Regions from separate parts of the Rattus norvegicus genome. Here regions 2 and 3 are each linked to region 1. Evidence: chromatin contacts called from public Hi-C data. All regions are on one chromosome and are shown on one strand. Each heading gives the region's core, a stretch centred on a gene start, on an enhancer-like site or on the middle of the called end of the contact. The rest is flanking DNA. Distances are from core to core; before and after follow the strand shown. Region 1 overlaps Cstpp1 (centriolar satellite-associated tubulin polyglutamylase complex regulator 1). Region 2 holds the start of Lrp4 (LDL receptor related protein 4). Region 3 overlaps Lrp4 (LDL receptor related protein 4).

Evidence for each region. Hi-C and Micro-C count contacts between places; a contact is called where the count stands out from the background.
Region 2: a contact with region 1 is called in a Hi-C map of the Rat2 cell line, with 4 times the contacts expected there. The contact joins the promoter of Lrp4 here to the enhancer-like site in region 1. A contact is called at or near these places in 3 of 12 Hi-C or Micro-C datasets (the Rat2 cell line, Schwann cells and frontal cortex) and 1 of 1 datasets of contacts at active chromatin or transcription factors (oligodendrocytes).
Region 3: a Hi-C map of hepatocytes shows a contact between it and region 1, with 2.6 times the contacts expected there. The contact joins two enhancer-like sites. A contact is called at or near these places in 11 of 12 Hi-C or Micro-C datasets (the A7r5 cell line, the Rat2 cell line, Schwann cells and 7 more) and 1 of 1 datasets of contacts at active chromatin or transcription factors (oligodendrocytes).

What each region holds. Positions count from the first base shown.
Region 1 is chr3:97,715,202-97,718,704 of GRCr8, reverse strand. The region is part of intron 4 of Cstpp1 (centriolar satellite-associated tubulin polyglutamylase complex regulator 1); the gene reads left to right. Among named protein-coding and RNA genes, the nearest start is that of Arfgap2, 25 kb to the right of the region's middle. Within about 2 kb of position 1,749, at least 10 of the 93 cell types and tissues checked have an H3K27ac peak or open chromatin away from gene starts, as enhancers often do.
Region 2 is chr3:97,883,995-97,887,520 of GRCr8, reverse strand. Lrp4 (LDL receptor related protein 4) reads right to left here and starts at 1,950. Exons shown (of 38, transcript NM_031322.3): 1 at 1,886-1,950. The coding sequence starts at 1,937.
Region 3 is chr3:97,906,739-97,910,037 of GRCr8, reverse strand. It overlaps Lrp4 (LDL receptor related protein 4), which reads right to left. Exons shown (of 38, transcript NM_031322.3): 14 at 1,838-2,055; 15 at 1,503-1,679; 16 at 978-1,100. Among named protein-coding and RNA genes, the nearest start is that of Lrp4, 23 kb to the right of the region's middle. Within about 2 kb of position 1,372, at least 13 of the 93 cell types and tissues checked have an H3K27ac peak or open chromatin away from gene starts, as enhancers often do.

The DNA.
Region 1 (3,503 bases), core at 500-2,999:
GACCTCTGTGAGTTGAAGGACACTTTGGTCTTCTTAGTGAGTTCCAGACTAGCCAGGGCTACATAGTGAGACCCTGTCTCAAAAAACATTACAAACAAATTTAAAGAATGGAAGAGGATATTTGTTATGTTCACTTTAGAACACTCTAGAAGTTCCAGAACTTTTAAGTTCCAAGAATGCTTTATTCGAGTCTGGTGGCAGATATACTTGTGATTCCACTTGGGATGCACTTGGGAAGTAGGAAGGAGGATCAGAACTCCAAGACCTGCCTGAGCTATTTGAGATTCTGTCGCAAACAAACAAGCAAACAAACAAACAAAACCAAGCAACAAAAACCATTTAAAAGTTGAATGGAAGAGTGTGGGCGTTAGGCTGTTCTCTGCAGTAATCTGAGAGCTTCCATACTTCTTTGAAATCAAAAGGACAAGGGAGAATTACAGTAGATGGCAGAGCAGTAAGGGGGCCAAAGAATTCCAGGCAAAGTGTGCAGAATGGCTGGGCTTTGCACTGGTGGTGCCTGAGAGAGACGTGTCTACGTCAGAGGGAGAGATGGACGTGAAGTCTGGACCTTTACCTTCCCCAAACCTATGCAGCAGTCCACCCAAGACTTCAGGCCGCTCTGTGGTTCCAGGATTGTTTGTAGGGAAGCAGCAGTATCACGCCTGAGTACCCAGCCCTATGCAGGAGTGTGCCAGAACTGAGAGCCAATAGCAGGGGCAGGGGGAAGGTTATTGCCAACACAGAGTCCAGGGATGGTTGTTTGTTTGTTTGTTTGTTTGTTTGTTTGTTTAAACAGATACAGCAGATGGCCTAGAACCTGTGCTCAAGAGTCAGAAAGGCCTGTATTTGAATGAGACTCTTCAGCTTCTAGCTTGTGATCTTGGTTAACTTGTGATGCTCCTCTGTACCTCTATGTCCTTATCAATGTGCTCACTGAATTTATCTCACAGAATGGCTAAGAGGAGAAATGGCTCATAAGGTAGAGGCATTTCCACCAAGAATGACACCTGAGATCCGTCTCTGGGATCCACACAGTAGAAAGAAAGAACCAGTTAAAATTGTCCTCTGACCTCTACAAATGACGGGCTGCCTGCCTCCATAAGCTCAAATAAGTAAATATAAATTTTAATTTAAAATATATGAAAATGGATACAAAATATTACTGTTGTTATTGATATTGCTCTGGGTCAAACTTGCCAGGCCCTACTGGATGGATGAATTTGGGGTGCCTTGAGCGTACAGATTGCAGCTGAGGGAAAACTGTGTTCTACATGTCCTGTGCTGTTTGAGGTCCTGGGGTAGCACGTTTCCTACCCTGGCCAGGAGAGAGGGGTTGTGGGGGGGAGACAGAGAGACACACACAGAGACAGAGACAGGCAGGCAGGCAGGCAGACAGACAGACACCCAGGAGACCTTTCCAGCAGCATGCTCCCTGATCCTGGCATGTCCCCTGGTTTTATCACTGTCCTAGTCTCACAGCCCTGACATTAAAACACTGTTAGCACAAACTAACTTGGGGACATGCTTCAGCTGTCCCAGTAAAGGACACTAGTCACATGACTTCTCCAAAGTTCAGTCATGCAAAGTGGCTCTTCTTTTGGGCTCTGACTAAGAGCTAGCTCCCCCAAAAGTGGGCTAGAAACTGAATCTCGAGCTTCCGACTGGCAGCTGGAGGCCTTCATTTCCACTGAGCCGCTTTCGTTTGCTATTTTAGGCTCTTCCAGCACCGTAACCCAGAGAGGCTCTGCACGCTGCCAGCACCTCACACTACTTGCCTGTGAGACCCCCAGGCAAAGGGCATCCCCATATTGCAGTTCTCTGTCCTTTGCTCATCTCTTCTCTGCATCTAAGGAAACTCAGACACAGATATAACTGAGTCCAGTTGTAGGACAACTGCCACTTGATCCCAATGCCATCAAGCCCAGAATTTCAGGAAAAAGGGCCCAGTTCATGTCACTAGACCAGGGGGTGCACAGGGGATTGGCACTTGGATGAGCCTGGACGCTCTGCTTCCTTGGCACCTTCTTACCCCCCAGGCAGCCAGCTTGTCCCAGCTGTTGGAGTTAGCAAGGAAGAGAGCAGCCAACCCCCTGGGACTAGCTCGGACCCTGCCAACTCCACTTTCTTCATCCCAGTTGTTGGCCCTAGACTCCACCCTCCACATGGTTCTGCTCAGAGCCAGCCTGAACCAGAGTACCCGTATTTCTCCCCAGAGGCCTTCCCTCTAGCCCAGAGGCATTGCTTGCGAGGATCCCTCCATGATCCAATAGATTTGTACGGACTCTTGTTGGCAGCAGTTCCTTGCTGGCTCCACTTCAAAGCCAGGGTGGCCAGGCCCCTCCAGGTGTCAGAAGCAGCTGGCATGTTAGCAAAGGCCTCTGGCAGGAAGGATGCCCAGCCAACTGCTCTCCACTGGAAAACAGCACACGTAGACAACCCTGTCTCAAGGAAGGCTCTGGAGACCTCTGGGAGATGAATCTGAGTTCAAGAAGATAAAGGAGTTATCTGTGGGGATACCTGACCTCAGGTTATCCCTGTCTTGGAAGACAAAGGCAGGGCCATAGCTTCCTGCCTGCATTTAGCCAGTTCTGCTGCAGTGCAGAGCAAGGTGCAAATGCCCAGAACTTTCATGGATCAGAACATTTGTCTAGAGATGGACAATACTGCATGTGGTGTTTGTGTCTGTTTTGTTTTGCCTTTGTTTGTTGTGTTTGATTTGTTTTGCTTGAGATGTAGTCGAGGCTGGCCTTGAACTAATGATCCCATTCCCTCAGCCTCTAGAGTGCTGTGACTACGGACACGTGCCACCACATTTGGCTATATAGGGTAGGCTTCGGTTTGATTTAGTTGTTTTATTTGTTTTATTTTAGGCGATAAGTCTTTTGCCTACATGTATGTATGTGTATAGAAGAGAGTACTGGATCCTCTGGAACTGAGGTGCAGATGGTTGTGAACCACCATGTGGGTGCTGGGAACCAAACCCAGGCCTTCCGCAAGAGCAGCACACGCTCTGAACCACTGAGCTATCTTTCCAATCCCTTAATTTAAAAATAAAAAAGTATCTGTATTTTTAAAATTAGTGGCTAGAGAGATGGCTTGGCCGTTGAAAGTACATATTGTTCTGCAGAGGATCCAAGTTCAGTTCCCACAGCACACATCAGATTGGTCATAAGCAACGTGTAACTCCCACACCAAGGAATCTGATGCCTCTGCTCTCTCTCTCTCTCTCTCTCTCTCTCTCTCTCTCTCTCTCTCTCTCTCTCTCTCATACAGACATATACACAATTAAAAATAAAATTAGGAAAGCTGAATGTATGTACTTGCTGGGGTGTGGCATGCTGTGGTGCACGTGTGACAGTCAGAGAGGAAGACAGTAGAGGAAGCTGTCCTTCCTTCCATCTGGGTACTGAACTCAAGTCCTCAGGCTTGGTAGCAGTTGCCTTTAGCCAATGTGGTATTTTTAAAGATCAAAGCACCTTCCCATCAGTTTCTTAGAATCTTCT
Region 2 (3,526 bases), core at 701-3,200, 170 kb before region 1:
CCTTTTCCTTTAAAAATGAACCTAAACTAGCCACCAAGAATCCTCTAATGCTTTTTTTCTGCAAAACATTAAGAATCCACGACTCTCTCTGCTCCTGTTCTCACCCCCATCCTCCATTGCAGATGTAATGTATGCATTTTTGACAACAACTCTGGAGCAGAGAATTCCTCTTGGCCAGTCTCAGTTCGGAACCTTCCAGCTCCCCCTTCCCTGGGGCAGAAGGCGACAATCTCCTCTTTGGCTTTGTTGGTATCCGTTTTAGCCCCCACCCCACCCCCCTTTTCCTAGTGCCTAGCTATTTCCCTTGATCTTTTTCAAAACTTCCTCCAGGGGGCCGAGAGGAAAGTTCCATCCCCTTCCCTTGAAACCCGAAGAGGGGAAACCCCCCAAAAGCATAGCTGTCCCTTTAAGGGGCCCATGTGGTGGGAAGAACAGTTACATTCCTACCCCAGTAGGGCTGCTGTCCCAACACGCCGAAGAGGCTACAAATAACCTTCGAGGAGAGAGCCCGGGAGGGGCAGAATGAGGCGCGAAGAGGAACGTGGGTCGGCCAGGCTACCACTCGGAGAGAAAGGACTGGGTCGGCGCTAGATACCACACGGAAAAAGCCATTGAAAACCCACGAGTGGTTTAAATAACAGACACCAGAACTCTTTTGGATTCGGGAGCTTAAACAATCTTTAAAACAAGTGCCTAGACAGCTCCACATCCTGCCAGGCAAGTTCCGAAATCTGCACTTTCCATGAGCTCCCCCATGTGAAAGAAAGAACCCGTGAATCGCCAGGGTCTGCAGACCGCTCTTTCTGAACCCCACCCCCTCGTCCCGCAGCCCGGGGAATCGAAGAACTGTATCTCCCCCACGTGGAAAAGCCGGCGGGTGAATATAGTTGGAGTTTAAAGATCGATCTTTGATCTTTGGACACAAACTCAGAGGCAGCTGCTAAATCTCAGGGTACACCCACGTTCCCAAGCGGCTGCAGAGAGGCAGATTCCAGTGCAGTCCTCAGTAGACACAACAGTTGCGTCCGGGCACCGAACACGTTATTAATAAGGAGCAGATGAAGCGGCAGTGCCGCTGCCATCCGCCCAGCTCCCCGGAGGCCAAGGCCCCTCTGCCTTCTGCACGGGTCGAGAGGCTGCCTTTGGAAGTTCCCTAAGAACGCGCCCCTGCTCTTTACCCGGGCCAGGACCGATCTGCCAGAGCCTTCCAGCAGTTTCTTCCCAAAGTTCCTCCCCAACCTCTTTTCCATCGCTGTTCCCCACCCCTCCCTTGGGGAGGATCCGGAGCAGGAAGCTGATTGGCCGCAGCCAGGAGAGGGAACCCAAAACTCCACTTAGGGGAGATGCTGCAAGCAAATATGAACCAAGGACCCTCGGAGAGAACAGGGGTTGGAGTCCGAGGAATTGCTCCCCAACTCCTAGAATCCCGGATGCTCAAGTAACTCAGATTCTGCTGGGCCCGCGATTCATCCAAGATCCCCCAGACCTGGAAAGAGAACTATTTACAATTTATGGGTTTAGCGACCATCCTACCCGCCTTCCTTTCTTTGCACGCATTCATTCGCACGCACCAGGGACACAGAAGCCCTGCCTTAACCTGAAAGGGAACCAGCCTATGGCTCGTTAAAGAGCAGAGATGGAAGCCGAGCAAGCGTCTTGGGTCTTCTCCCACCCGGCCCAGACTTTAGCGGGGACGAGTCCCTCCACCAATGTCCCCTCTCGAGTAGGAATTGCTGCCCGAGCTTCTAGTGAGTGAGCTCGAGGGTGGGACTTCAGGCCCCAGCCTGCGCGGTCCCACTCCCAGGAGGCGAGTCCTGCAGCGACCAGTCTCAGGGACAAACTTTCCCGGTGGCCCGGTCGGCGCGGGCGCTGCGACGCCGCTTACCGTGTGCGCAGAGCAGGGCGCCGAGCAGCAGCGCGCCCCACCACCGCCTCATGGTGCTGCGGCCGCCGCCGCCGCTCCCTGCCGGCCCGGGGGTCCCGCGGGCTCCCAAGGGACGCCGGGGCCCAGAGGATCAGCGGAGGATTCCCCCGGGGTGAAAAGCGTCCCGGGTCCAGCTCGGCCGGCGCGCCCTGCAAGTCACCCTCCGGGTTGCTGCTGCCTCCAGTACTGCTGGAGTTGAAGCCGCCCCGCCAGGGGACCGGGAGGGGGTGTCCCGAGCCTGGCCGCCCCGCCTCCCGCGCCTCGGCCCCCGCCACCACCACTGCGTCTGGTCCCGCCCCCGGCTCTGGCCCGGCCCCTTCCCGCCCTCTGCCCTCGCCCCCCAGTCCCAGGACCCCACCCGCCAGTGCCTCCCGCGCTCGCCCTAGCTCCTACTCAGTCTGCCCTAACATTCCTAGCCTTCCGGAGAGAGCCCCTTATCTGTCCCCATTACTGCTACTCAAATATCCCCGGCTTAAACAGAAAATTATCCTAGTGGCAACTCTCAGCCTGGGTTCATTCTAGTTCCACACCAGGGAGGAGCACCGGTGCTGACCCAAGTCGCCTGGGCGTGACCCCGGCCCCCCTACCGGCTCCAACTCCAGACTTTATTGTAATGTTTCAAAAATATGCAAGACTTGTTAGCGCATAATTCTCTCGGCCTTTATTGACATCAAACAAGGGACATCAGGGGGCCTACAGTGCTGTCTTAACTAGTGTTCTCACTGTCAAAATTCCTATTCTGAAGTTTTTCTTCTTGCACCCCGGCCCCTTCCCCGGTCTGGCCAGTGTTGTTCTAGGGCTAAATAATTCGGTGACCTCCCCTTTTCATTTACTCATTTCCTGAGGTACGGTTGTCTGGGTCCTGTCGCCCCAGTTCAAATGTCCAGATTTGGCCCAGACAGACAGACTCAGTTCCTCCTTACTGTCTGTTGTTAGCCTCTTCACGATCCTTGACTCTGATCCTGACAAGAAGGAATAGGGAGGTAAAGAAATAAGTCCGTACTTACTTCGGCTTCTGTTTGTAGGGCTTTTCAGCAATATGAAACGTTTGGATTACTACATAAACGTCTAATCCACTCTTTCTGTGGTCTGTCCCTCTCCCCACTGTATACTAGTAGGTATTTGTTAATTTTGCAGCCTCCTGTGTTCCCAGGTTGTTTTGTTGCTTTTTGCTTACACCCCTCAACTTTCTTAGGGCCTGATACTTTCCTCTCAGAGCAGATCTGCCAACAGTGTTTGGTTTTCAATCAGCTTCTCCTGGACTTAGCTGAGAGGGAAGTAATTGGGTATAGTGCAGAGTGGGTATTAGGCAATTTCTCCAAATGGGTAGGTTGACATTTCATCCTTGCTTGCCTTCCAGTTTTCAAAATTTTCGTTTTAAATTGCCATCTTTGACCAAAGCTAATATTAAGCATACTTTGTGAAAGCTACAATAACAGAAAAAATGTGATATTAACTTAGTCTAAGCTTTATGCTCTTCCTCCCTTCCCCTTGACCCCGAAATTTTTGCCTATAGATGGCAACTTGGTTGCACTAAGTTCATGCATCACCATGGTAACTAGTGCCTAGATATTTTCTGGCTGTGTAATTCTTCCTGGAACC
Region 3 (3,299 bases), core at 123-2,622, 190 kb before region 1:
ATCTGAATGAAACCTCAGAATGTTTTCCCCAATCACTGTCTGGAAAGGGCGCGGAGAATCTGACTCTTGCCTCTGTGTCTGTCTGTCTGTCTGTCTGTGAAATTGTACACGTGTGTGTGAACATGTGCACATGTGGAAGTTGGGCAGCTTCTTCTATATCTTCACCTTATCATTCATTTCGAGACACTTCTCTCGGGGAACCCAAACCTCACTGATTGGCTAGACTGGCTGGCCTCTGAGCTTCAGGCATCTGCCTGTCTCCACACGCACCCAGCTCTGGGGTTACAGATGGACACCACCACACCCTAGCCCCCTAATTCTATTATAATTAGATTTAAGAGAGCCAGTGGATTATATAGCAGTAAGGATACATAATGAATTAATCCTGGCCCCTTGTTGGTCATGCCCTGTGCCTGACCAGCTCCTCCCTGGACCAGCCTTGGATAAAGTCACCTGTGTGCTGAGATTTCTAGGGCTGACTCTGCAAGGTAAAATTGTCTTGCAGGAGCTCCAAGGAACCAAAGCAGAGATTGCAGAACAGACCAGGGAATCTTGTCATCTTTTACTTGGTGGTCACACATCATCATCTGGGATCCCAGTTGCTCTCTGTTCTAATACACGAAGTCTTCTATGGATCAGGCTAAAGGTACAGAAGTTGGAAACCATTGCCCTGCTTTCTAGAGGAACTGGACCTTCTTTCTGCCTAGACAGAAGGCATCCGGCCTGGCGAGGTGGGAGCTATGTCCCATCGCAGGTGTTTGTACACTGAACGATGCCACTAAGCCTCCGGCTACCACTGCCGGTTCTAGGTCCTCAGCTTTGAATTGGGAACCCTCAATGTCTAAAGTCTGTCATGGGCTCCTTGAGGAATCTGGCCATCCCTGCCTGACAAGCAGTCCTCCCAACTCCTCTCACTGTTCTTTCTAACTGTCCTCACAAGGCACCTCCTCTGAGGCGGGTGTCCCAAACCCACTTACTCTGGGCACAGGCGTGGCTGTTGATTTTTCGGAAGCCGGTGGGGCAGGCACAAGTGTAGTTCTGGCCACTGGGTAGACACAGGTGAGTGCAACCTCCGTTGTTGTCCCCGCAGCGGTTTTTCCCTGCTCAAAGAGCCCAGAGCAAGACGGATCAGGGAAAATGAAAAGTTTACAAAGGTAGACCCCACCAGGTCAAAGGGATGGAGGGCTGGGCTCTCTCAAATAAGAATTCTGTCAGATTAATTTTGACACCTGTTCCAGATGTGAGTACAACGACACACAGGAGGTGACCTGCAAATGTTTACATTATATGGAAAGAGAAAAGCCAGATCCAAGTCCTGGTGTTGTACTACCCGAAATGTCCAGCAGAGGGAGCAAGTAGCCCATGCCAATGCCATCTCTGGTCTCGCCTGACTAGAATTAATAGGAGCTGTAACAAGTGCAAGGAGGATTCTCAAGAGGCACCAGCAGCCACATCACCGGTGACAAATCTAGCTCACTTGAGACTTTTTCTTCTTATTTTACCTGCAGGCTGGCGCTGGGGGTGCAAGGTATGAATGTCCATAGGAAAGTGGAGCTTGTTGCGAATGATCTCCTGGTTCTTCCCAGTGAACTTGTTGGCACTATTGATGCTCTTGGTGTGCCAGTCTGTCCAATACAAGCTGTCTTCAAACACTGTGATGGCAAAGGGATGTGGGAGGCCTGGAGACAGTCCAAAAAGACCTTAGTCCAGACATGGCCTGCCACGGCCGCTGAGCCCAGACCTGGCAGCTACACAAATCTCACCCTCTGCCAAGGCTCCTGGGGGCAGGATTGGGGAAGGAGCAGAGAGATGAAAGACAGCACATCAAAGACCTCACCCTGGCTAATGACAGCCTTGCGGTGACTCCCATCTAGATTGGCTCTCTCGATGACGTGGTGCTTAGCGTCCACCCAGTACATACGGCGTCCAGCGTAGTCGATGGTGAGGCCGTTGGGCCAGAAAAGATGAGTGTCAGCAATGATGCGACGTCCAGAGCCGTCCATGCTGGAGGCCTCGATGCGGGGGGTGTTGCCCCAGTCTGTCCAATAGATGGTTCTAGGAAGAAGGGAAGTCAAGAGTCGGGTGGTGGAGGACCAATGAATGACAGCGAGGGTAATAACCAGAGACGCTTTACACATCAGGTTCCACCATTTGCCTGGGAGACATTTTGTTTGCTTGTTTGTTAGTTTATTATCTGTCTGTCTGTCTGTCCATCCATCCATCCATCATCCATCCATCCATCTATCTTTGAGGCAGGGTCTCACCATATAACCTTGGCTGGCCTGGCCCTCACTATGTAGACCAGGCTGGCCTCAAACTCAGAGACCCATCTGCTTCACTGAGTACTGGAATTAAAGGCATGTGCCACCATGCCCAGCTCTGAAAGATGCTTTTTTTTAATTACTTATTTTAAATACTTCTCCCCCCAGTGTTTGAAGAGCGAACCCAATGAATTAAACCAGAACCCTAAACAACCCTAAACCCAGAACCTAACCCTAGACAGTTGTTTTATCACAGAGCCATATTGCTCTACCACTGGGCTAAATCCCCAACCTCAGGATAAGTTTTTAAATATCTCGATTGAAGTGTCTTGAGAAATTCATCAGAATTTCTTTTAAGTGCCTGTTACAGAAAGGGTACAACTGGCACTGGAAATGGAGCAGTAGACAGGGTAGACGACACTCCTAGTGCCTGTGAAGATGGCAAGAGAGTACAGTGCATACTGAGGACCGACAGACTCAGTCTCTTCTGCTGCCATACGTGTTTTATGCCCCTTCTCCCACACACCAAATTTCTCAAACAATTGACATCTAATTGCAGGATCTTACAAGTCATCCCCTCAGTTGGTGGCATGGAATGTATACACGCCAGAGGCTAAGAATTTGCATTTCAAGAGACTTCAATGCAGGAGACTTGTCCAATAATTTTCAAAATTATTTCAAATTAATGATATTAATTACCTCAACTACTGGCTGCTTTAAATTAATAATACTTTTTAATTAGCTCCACTCTATGGGCTAATAAAAAAACACTAGACAGTTCAAACTTAACTAATTTGTATATTTTATTCCATTTAAAATGCTTTATTATTTTACCTTAGAACATCTATAACTGCTCTTATTAAATATATCTTTATTTAGATCAGGGTCTCAGTAGCTTAGGTCAATCCCTAACTATGTAGCTGAAAATGAGCTTGAATTCCTGATTCTACCACTGTCACCTCCCAAATATGTATATTTTTATGTTTGTTCTATATATGTGCTTGTTTTTAAATTGCCAATTAAGAAATAAATGAAGGG